Regions from separate parts of the Ovis aries genome. Here region 2 is linked to region 1. A link is a contact called in public Hi-C data. All regions are on one chromosome and are shown on one strand. The core of a region is the stretch at or near the end of the contact, and the rest is flanking DNA. Distances in the headings are between cores, read along the strand shown.

Region 1 (5,318 bases), core at 2,169-4,668:
GGCTCAGTTCACCATCAGGAAGTGATGTCTCCAAGTGTGCACATCACTTACTCTGATGAGCACCTACTGTATACAGCTCTATCCCTAAGCAGCGGCCCCATTCTGTCTCTTGGTCAGTTGAATGCTTGGTTCATCCCCCGACACTCTGCATGGCTCTGGGCAAGTGCCTTCTCTGAACCTCAGCTTACCTGCCTGTGACATGAGTGGGGACCCTCTCCTTGTGGAGTTGTAGTAGAAGTCAGATGCATCTCAGCCCTGAGAACTGAACTCTAAGCACCCAGTTGTGAGTACTGAGTTCTGAGCACCCAGCCCTAAGTACTGAGCTCCAAGCACTGAGTCATGAGTACTGAGCTCTGAGCACCCCCCCCCCCCAGGCACTCAGGCTGACTGAGACTGCAGTGATGTCAGCAGTGGCACCCGCCTGGGATGTGGCCAGTGGAGCCATGTCAGAGAGGAGTAGGCAGGGAACTGGGGTGCCCTGAGCCTGGGGACCCTAGACCTCCCTACATGGCAGTGTCAGAGCACATGTCCCAGCGTCGTCCTTCTCCTTTCATTCTTTGAAAGGACAGCAGGGTCCTGTGCTCTGAGCACAGAGTCCAGACTACTATTTCCCTGTTAATGGGAGTCCTGTAGGAGGAGGGAGCCGAAAAGTCTCTTGTTTTGCCCTTTTCTCTCCCAGGGTGTAAGGCCTCACCCTGTGGGTTTCCACAGAAGGGGGCTGTCCTAAATGCCTTTCTCTTATGGATCCAGAAAGTCTCCCTACATCACGCCTCAGGTCCCTGGTCTGTTATGTAGCAAAAGGGGGAGCTGACAGGCCCCCACTGGTCCTGGCTCATCCTCTGGGCTCTGACACACCTGCCCTCTGTGCCTGTGTGTCATTTGCTCAGTTGTGTCCGACTCTTTGCAACCCCATGGCTCCTGGGTTCTTGGGATTCTCCGGGCAAAAATACTGGAGTGGGTCGCCATTCCCTTCTCCAGGGCATCTTCCAAACCGGGGGTCGAACCCAGGTCTCCTGCATTGCAGGCAGATTCTTGACCATCTGGACCACCAGGGAAGCCCGCCTGCTCTCTCCCTTTTGCAGATTCACCAGCCAAGCCCTTCCAGGCTGTGTGTGGACTAGGAACTTCCTCTTCTGACCCTGCACCCTCCATGGAGCCTGAGAGCCTGGGATGGTGCTGAGCTGGGCACTGGGGACTGCGAAGAGTGCCTCCCTCCTCCCTCCTCCCCACCCCTACTCACTCCCATCTCTTCCCCTCCTCCCTCCCCCCTCCCCTGTCCCCCCATCTCTCTCCCTCCCCTCTTCTCTACCCCTCCCATTTCTCTCCCTCCTGCCTCCCTCCAGGGCTCCCAGGGCCCTTTCCTTGAGTCCTCGCCTCGCTGCCTCTCTGGGGTGGGCATATTGGCTGAGCTCTGGGGCTGGGCCACTGCCTGTCACCCATCTCTCCCCCTAGAACCCCAGGCATGCAGGCACTGGGCCAACCTGGGAAAGAGTTGCAGGAGGAGGGATCAGATGTTCGGGGAGCTCAGCTTGTCCATGAACCTGACCCTGCTGTCCTGGGGACAGTGCCTCGCTGTGGGCTCAGCAGCCCCTCCTGGCAAATTTAATTATTCTCCTGTCCTTCAACCAGACCCAGGCTACTACCTTAGAGGAAAAGCAGCCATTGCTTTATTTATCCTAGACTCTTCTGAGAAACCTCTGATCTGGAGCTGCAGGGGGAGCTGACAGTGGGATCCCGAGGGCTCCTGTCTCCGAACCCCCCTCAGGAGGGAGAGCTCACTCCCTTGGGGGAAGGGGTGGTGAGGGTAGCAGCCAGGAGTGAGGATGCAGGGGTGGAGTCAGGGTGGAGCCGGGGGCATCTCCATCTCGAGGTAAAAAGACTACTTTGCGGCCCACCTGCCAGAGCGAGGGCAACAGGAGGGAGAGACAGAAGGCAGGGCAGAGAGCCCAAGGGTTCTATAGCCATTCAAGGTGGTCAGCTCTGGGCTGGAGGACTGAGCTGGGAACTGAAGTGCGTTCTGACCCAGATCGGGTGCACTCTGCATTTTTTGTCATAAACATGATGGATCACCACGTGGTGGTGGGAAAGGGGATCCTCTTGGAGAAGTTCCCTCCACCCATGTCAGGGGTGAGGGGCCCTACAGGAGCCCGAGGACTCCTTGCAGGACTGAGACAAAGCCAGGGCCAATTTCTCAGGCTATGTTTGCTGTAAAGATGCCATGCTACTTGGGAAAATGCACTAAATAGCACAGAAGATGGACGTGAGCTCGGGGGCCCCATCCCCTCTCATGTCTCCCAGCCCCCTGCCCAGAGCAGGGCCGACTCTGTCACCTCAGAGACAGTCTCCGTGTCACCCTCTGTTCCTTAAACACAGAGCTGTGTGCTGTAGAAACCAGTCTGTGCTTTTGAGAGACGTATCAGCACATCCTGGCGACTGCTTCATCTCTGTCTATGTGGACCTGCCTCATTCATTTTCACCACTGGGTCCCCCTCTTCCCCCACCCTCAACCCTGGGATTTCTCTAAGCCTCTGTGGATCCATGTCAGGTGACAACAGTCTTTGGCTGCTGCAAACAATAAATATCTGTGAGCAGACACCCTTTCCGGCACTGCAAGTGCGTCAGTAGGACAAATCACCGCAGTAGACTTGCTGGGTAGAGCAGCCCAAGGTTTGAACTTCTCGTAGGTGCCTGAAGCCACCATTTATGGGGAGGTCTGCTCCGGCCTCGCCTCTGTGCAGCGAGCATCGGGGTGGCTGGTGTGTTGGCTCCGTGTCATCCCATCGTCCACGTGCCTCCCGCAACAGTTGCTCTGTGTATTTTGCAATCTCGGTCTTGAGTCCCCACCCCATCCCCACCCCCACATGTAAAGCCGGAGATCACACAGCTTCCAGTTAGCATCTTGGGAGCTGGCAGCCTCCCAGCCCTGCTGGCAGGCTCAGGGGCAGAGGCACAGACTCCCTGACTCCCACGGCCCAGCTGCCCAGGGCTATATGCAGGAGGGATCCAATCCCCAGGACCCTAGGCATGTCTGGATCCTGGGCCTTTGCTCTCAGACCCACCCGTCCCCCTGCTGGACTCAGCATCCTAGGGCTGACCAGTGCCGACTACTCCTTGGGGCCCTGGCAGGAGATGGGAGGGGTGAGGCCAAGTGCCGTCCTCTCTCCTTGAGCCTCAGGCAGCTTTCCTGGCAACAGCCTTGTCTCTGCAACCTCTGCTGGCAGCTCCTCCAGCCCGTGGCCTTGGCTTCCCCAGGTGACCTTTAACCAGGGCAGGTGGCTTCTGGCTGTGATTTAATTAATACCTGGGTAACACCATCATCCTGTGGCATCTCTGTTCTCCTTTGCAAACATTGCCCTAAATTAAATTACTCATTTTTTTTGAAAAGCTAAAGTAGTTACTGTCTTCCCAGTCACCCTCAGACTGGTACACAGCTGTATGACTGAGTGGAGATGGTTAAGACAGCCCCAGGGGCCTGGTCTGGGTAACAAGGGAGTGAAATGGCTTAGTCCTAGTCCCTGGCTGACTCTTCTGATGAGGTGACTCGCCTGAGGAAGGCAGGTCGATGACACCTTTTTAAAGACATGGACCCAAGTCTTCGTGCATCTGGTAGGGTTTCTCCCCTACCAGTGCACCCCTGTAGCCCACGATAGTACCCTTCAAGCAGCCAAGAAGCTTGGAGCTCTGGTCTCATTTCCATCACTGGAACATAGTGAAAGTCACCTGCAGGCTGGACTGCGTGCAGAAGGTGTTGCTAGTGAAACCCACAGATGATTAAGCCCAGGGACTGTTGTCAAACCTCGGCTGCCCAGCAAGCCACATGCTCCTCCTGTCCAGGGCTGAAGGAAGGCACATGGTTTAGCCAGGGTCAGAGGGGACCAGCAGAGGGGCAGGCTCCAGCAGAGCCTGGGTCCCAGCAGAAGGTAGACCAGAAGGCAAGACAGAGCAGGCCTTGCAAAGAGCCAGAGGTGGGGTGATGGAGGCAGGGGAAACTGACGGAATGCAGGGTCCAGGAGCAGTGAGGGGCTGAGAGCATCTGCAGCCGGGCTGACCCAGCGAGTGGGCTGCATGCTCTCAGATTGTCCCCACTTGTCCTTCACTCTGCTTGGCCACAGGTTCCCTTGACAACTGGCTTCCTGCCGAGCCCAGCCAATGAGAGGCAGGCATGAAGTGATACCCGTCTGCTCTCTGCTCAGATGCTCCTATGCCGCCCATGGCCCCTCCGTGGTCCCTGCTCCCGCAGTACCGCCCTCCCTCCGTGACCCCAGCTCAGGGGACAGGCCTGTTGTGTTTCCAGCTTTTCAGTGGTCTTAGCTCTGCTCACATCACCCCCCTCCTGTTGTCCTTCCCACCCTACAAGGGCAGATGTTCTTGCTGTGGCTGTTCTCTGGGGACTGTCCCCATCATCTCCTTTTCTGAGGGTTCCCATACTTTGTCCCCCACTTCCTATGTTCAGTCCCCTCTGCTGAATTCCTGGGAAGGCCTTCCTTTCCTGTGTGGACCCTCCTGAAAGAGTAAGTGAGTAAGGCGGTGAGGCAGATGCTGGCGGGACAAAGCACTGGGGGGCTTGCAGACCCAGGCAGGAACGAGGATTTCATTCTGGGCGCAAGGGTACCCAGGAGGTGGGTGAGCTCAGACCCACATCTGCTGAGTGGAGACTTGGCTGAAGATGGTGTGCAGTCGGGGAGCTGCGAGGCAGTCCAAGAAGTAGAGGAGGTTAAGACAGAGGCTCTGGAAACTGAGGATAAGGAGAGATGTATGCCTAGTGTTAGCAGAGGAGCCAACAGGACTGGGTGGGGATGAGCTTTGAGGGGAGAGAGAGGACCTGGAATGACTCTCACGTCTAGGTACCCCCTCCCGTCCCCGACAATCACCTCCAGCAAGGCCTCTGATTATTTCCATCTAAGCCTGATCAAGCGCAGAACTAGTGACCTTATTTATTCACTCATGTATTTATCAGTATCTGTTTGTGCCTTTGTTCATTATTTGCTTTCCCTACTGCAGGTTAAGCCCGAGGCTTGGCACTCAGTGGGTGCTTAATACATGCTTGCTGCCGATGGGGGTCTAGGCCATCTGGGGTCAGTCCAGTACTGCCTCGCCAGCTGTGCAGTGATGGGCAGTCACATTTCTTCAACATGAGAACCGGGATGCCACTCACAGCCTCCTCTGCTGGTTTGGTGCCTGTATACAGTAGATGCCCAATAAAGGCACTTCTGTTCTCCCCATCTTAACCATCCAGTCTGCTGTGAATGCTTCATGACCCCAGGTGAATCTGATCTTTGGTTCATCTCTTGAACATCTAGAGTTTGCCAGTCCTTGTC
Region 2 (4,999 bases), core at 1,801-4,300, 170 kb before region 1:
GAAACTGGAACCAAACCGGCCGTCAAGGGGTCACCAAGGCTCACCTCCATGCCTGCCATTTTCAGAGTGGCGGTGTGAGCTCCCCTGCCCTTTCTCCTAGTGGAATCAGGTCCTATCACTGACACTCAGAAATCAGACGCTGCTCATGGAATTCAGCAACGCCTTCACCGGCGCTTCTCTGCCAACACGCACTTCGTGGCCAAATGATGACCAGGCCAGGCTGTTTGGACTGTCGTAAATTTACAAGCCTGTGTTCCTGCCAAGGGCGTGCCGCTTGGCCTCAGCATCCCATCGAGTTGCGGGGAGGAGGGGTGGCCGGCTTGGCTGACAACAGACAAAGTATGTGTAAACATTTTTCCCCTGCTGATATCAAGCATATTAGTCAGGGGTCTTGGTGGGAAGCCAGAGACCGCCCCTGGCTCTCTTGTGCAAAAAGGAAAGTTTTGAAAAGGATGTTGAGGGTTCAGAGTCACTGGGGCGATGAAGGGTGGGGCTTGGAAAATAGAACTGACTAAGGGGGCTTGGGGAGGCTGGCTTGCAGGAAAGGCAGCAAGCCCAGGGTGTGAACCTGCAGTGGGCTTTGTTCCCCAGGATGTGGAGGCCAGGGAAGAAGACCATACTCACAGACTTCCCATGAACCTGCCGTGGTGGGGAAGTAGAGGATTTGTCCTCTTCAGGCTCCAGAGTAGGTATGATGTCACTGCCTATCACATTCATGTATAATGACAAATTCCTCCAAAACAATTAAGAAATTTTCTTTCTGAGAAATACCGTATGACATCTGTTATATGCAGAATCGAACAGAAATGATAAAATGAACTTATTTGTGAAACAGAAAGAGACTCACAGACTTAGAGAAGAAATTTATGGTTGCTGGGGTGAGTGGAGGGAAAGGATAGTTAGGCTGTTTGGGATGGATATGTACACATGGCTATATTTAAAATAGATAACCAACAAAGGGTCTTCCCAGCGGCTCAGTGGGAAAGAATATGCCTGCCAGTGCAGGAGATGCAGTTTTGATCCCTGGATAGGGCAGATCTCCTGAAGGAGGGAACGGCAACCTATTCCAGTATTCTTACCTGGAAAATCCCATGGGTGGAGGAGCCTGGTGGGCTACAGTCCAGGGGATCACAAAGAATCGGACACGACTGAACACACATACACCGCAACCAGCCAGGACCTGCTGTATAGCACAGGGAACTCTGCTCGATGTGATGTGGCAGGCTGGATGGGAAGGGAGTCTGGGGGGGAATGGGTACAGGTATATATATGGCCGAGTGGCTTTGCTGTTCACCTGAATCTATCTATTACAGCTTTGCTATACTCTCCAATATGAAATAAAAAGTTAAAAAAAAAACTCACACAAGAAATTTTTTCTTTCTTTCCCGTGGAAAAGCCTAGATAAGGGTTGGTGATGCTCTTCCATGAGGAGTTTCAGGGATGCAGGCCCTTCCAACTTGAGGCTCAGAATGCTCTGCCTTCAAGCAAAGAGCACAGACAGGAACCCCAGAAAAGCTTGGCCTGTATGGGAGCAGGGGAATGTAGGACACGCGTCTCTTCTTATCATCACAGTCACAGAACTGGTGATGTCACTCAAAGAGATGCTAGGAAACAGAAGCAAAAGGATGCAGGTGAACTGTCGATTAAACAAATATACGCAACCTAAAAGTTGAGAGTTAGGTTTTATTTGGTGGAAATGTTAGGACTCAGCCCAGGAGACAGTATCTCAGGTGACCCCAAGAGAGCTGACTTCAAGGAAGCTGGGGAGGAGCCAGACTATATACACGTTTGCAGGGAGGAGCAGGTTATCTGAACGCTAAAAGATTATTGTTAATTAAGAGAAAATTAAATCTCTCACGGGCTTCCCCAATGGGTCACTGGGCAAAGAATCTACCTGCAATGTAGGAGACACAAAAAAACTAAGATCATGGCATCTGGTCCCATTACATCATGACAAATGGATGGGGAAACAAAGGAAACAGTGACAGACTTTATTTTCTTGGGCTCCAAAGTCACTGCAGATGGTGACTGCAGCCATAAAGTTAAAAGATGCTTGCTCTTTGGAAGAAAAGCTCTGACAAACCTAGACAGCATATTAAAAAGCAGATATCACTTCGCGACAAAGGTCCATATAGTCAAAGCTGTAGTTTTTCCAGTAGTCATGTATGGATGCGAGAGTTGGACCTTCATAAAGAAGTCTGAGTACTGAAGAATTAATGCTTTTGAACTGTGGTGTTGGAGAAGACTCTTGATAGTCCCTGGGACTGCAAAAACAGCAAACCAGTCAATCCTAAAAGAAATCAACACTGAATATTCATCGGAAGGACTGATGCTGAAGCAGAAGCTCCAATACTTTGGCCACCTGATGAGAAGAGCAGACTCACTGGAAAAGACCCTGATGCTGGGAAAGATTAATGGCAAGAGGAGAAGGGGCGACAGAGGATGAGATGGCTGGATGGCATCACCGACTCAGTGGACATGAGTTTGAGCAAGCTCCAGGAGATAGTGAAGGACAGGGTAGCCTGGTGCACTGCAGTCCATAGGGCTGCAAAGAGTCGGACATGACTGAGTGACTGAACTGAACTGAAATCTCTCACATGAAGAAATTTAGTGATCTTCTATATATGGGAAGATGCAAACGTCTGGGCTTGCTGAAATCATTTCTTTCATGTGCATCTAGCTACTTGGGGCCAATCCTTCTTTCTTTATTGTTCACATACTAATTTCTTGTTTACTGTAAGAGGTGGCGAATGTAATGGTTGGCTGCCTCTCCATCCCCTCCAGCTCCTCAGTGCTTAGCAGGGAGGATGTAGCTGATGGCTTCCAAATAGCCGGCTCAGTTTTACCTGGGCTCAGAAATTTACATTTGGAAAAGGCTTGTTTACTGGTAGAGCATAAAGCAGAAAACATTTCATTTCACAATACCATTAGGCCCTGCTCAAGGGGGCCCTCAGAGAGAGGATTAAAAAAATATGACCAGTATCAGCTCCTGGATTCCCAGGTGGTGCTAGTGGTAAAGAACCTGCTTGCTAATACAAGAGACTCAAGAGACCAAGAGACTCCAGTTCGATCCCTGGGTCAGCAAGATCCCCTGGAGGAGGAAACAGCAACCCACTCCAGTATTCTTGCCTAGAGAATCCCAAGGACAGAGGAGCCTGCAGGGGCTACAGTGTCCACAAAGAGTCAGAGCAACTTAGCACATATCAGCTCCTGGGGCTTGACATGAGCATGTGGTACCCTGGGCGTTTGAAGAGAGGGGGTGGGCACCAATGCTTGTTGAGGCGCTTATCGGACATGAGACACTTTGCTAATATAATCTCAATTAATCCTTTGGAGTAAATGTTATTCCTTGCACTTTACACAAAGAACACTCACTACACAGGCTGCTGTGGTGTTTCTCAGCCAGCAGGAAGTAAGAGCTGGGACTCACACCCAGGTCGACCACTGCAAAACCTTTCCATCGTGACCCAACATAAGGATCACTGGGCTCTGGCCTTCAACCTGGAATATACCCTCCTCTTTACTGGGAGGGCTTGGAATGAAAGTCTAGATTGGAATTAAGATAAATCATAGGCAGTTAAAGTAAGCAGCAGGGGTCAGAGGTTGAATTTCCCCAGGGAGACACGATTTCAGGAAAATCCTGCAGGGGTGGAGGGATGAAGAAGGGAAAGGGGAGAGCCTGGCTCAAGTGTGGGCGGTTATCATCAAAAATTTCCCTAATTGCCAAAAAAAATGGACTGGGGGATGCCAAGAAAATAAAGCGCAAGTATACTAGGCGTTGGCTTTTTTGGCAAAGCAGATTTGTCTGAAATCACTTTCAAAAGATATAAAAGGAATTGCCTCACACAATGTGATCACTCCAGACTAGCTTTTATCTGTTTCTTCAGAAACATTGCATTTGAAGGAGCTGCATTAGCTGAAGATGGTGGATTGTCTGTTAATTGCTTTCTATTATAAATCGCAGGAACATTTAACTCCATGGGGGGAAGGCGGAATGATCGAGAAAGCTAAAAGTAGAAATGGTCTTTTTCAGAGTTGACAGTTTTGTTTTCCTAGTGAGGATGGATGTTTTCACATTCACGGAGCACCATTTTGTATCACTTAGGGTAATTACGGGAGCAGAGATTATAAAGCTGTTAGAATCTCAGATGCTTGATAGGTTGAAAGAAGCGCCTGAGGCAGGTCACTTGACCTACTGGGCAAGGTCTGTTCATCAATACTCAGTTCTAATAAAAAAAACATTCTATCTTGATCCTGGAGTGGGAGAGGGGAGACATTGCCTTGCCTCTCTTTTCTTTAAACATATATTATGGTCTTTGTCCCAAGTGGTATTCTTTTCTTTGTCAAATCCCTATTGCTAATTTGTCAATAACCTCTCTTAAAGAAATTCAAACTGGTAGCCCTGGAGCCTTATTTGGCTTGCACACATCTTTTCAGAATATTTGAATTAGTTGGCAATGTTGAAACATCAAAGACTTTTACATAAAATTTAGAATTTCCAGCTTCTCCAAAAAATCCACAAAAATCAGAAGATCTTGCAAACTTGAGCCTTCATTTCTGCCTGGCAGAAAGAACTGTATCCTCAAGGTGCCCCAGGAAAAGCTGCATAGCCTTCAAAACAGGTGCCGATTACTTTAAAAAATATATTTATTTGGCTGTGCCGAGTCAGCTGCAGCACTCGGCATCTTCAGTTGCAACACGTGGGATCTAGTTCCCTGACCAAAGATCGAACCCTGGCCCCTACATTGGGAGCTTGGAGTCTTGGCCACTGGACCACCAGGGAAGTCCCCGTATATGTTTTATTTATTTTTTATGAATTTTATGATCTTTTTGTGTGTGCGGATTCCTTCTTGGCTGCCCAGAGGTCAACCACTGCACCTTCCTCCATCCATCCCTTCCCTCACGTTCCCAGCAATGTGTGGGCGTTCAGACGCCTTCATATCCAACACTGGGGGGTAGCCAGTCTATAATTTTAGCAACGCTGGGTGTGTGGAGTGGG

What was found. A called contact is a pair of places that touch in the nucleus more often than the background predicts.
Region 2: a contact with region 1 is called in a Hi-C map of tail adipose tissue, with 4 times the contacts expected there. The contact joins two enhancer-like sites. A contact is called at or near these places in 4 of 16 Hi-C or Micro-C datasets (omental adipose tissue, skin fibroblasts and tail adipose tissue).

The regions. Positions count from the first base shown.
Region 1 is chr17:46,129,816-46,135,133 of ARS-UI_Ramb_v3.0, reverse strand. The region is part of intron 15 of ADGRD1 (adhesion G protein-coupled receptor D1); the gene reads left to right. Among named protein-coding and RNA genes, the nearest start is that of TRNAW-CCA, 130 kb to the left of the region's middle. Within about 2 kb of position 3,418, at least 1 of the 54 cell types and tissues checked has an H3K27ac peak or open chromatin away from gene starts, as enhancers often do.
Region 2 is chr17:46,298,547-46,303,545 of ARS-UI_Ramb_v3.0, reverse strand. No RefSeq gene overlaps it. Among named protein-coding and RNA genes, the nearest start is that of ADGRD1, 33 kb to the right of the region's middle. Within about 2 kb of position 3,050, at least 1 of the 54 cell types and tissues checked has an H3K27ac peak or open chromatin away from gene starts, as enhancers often do.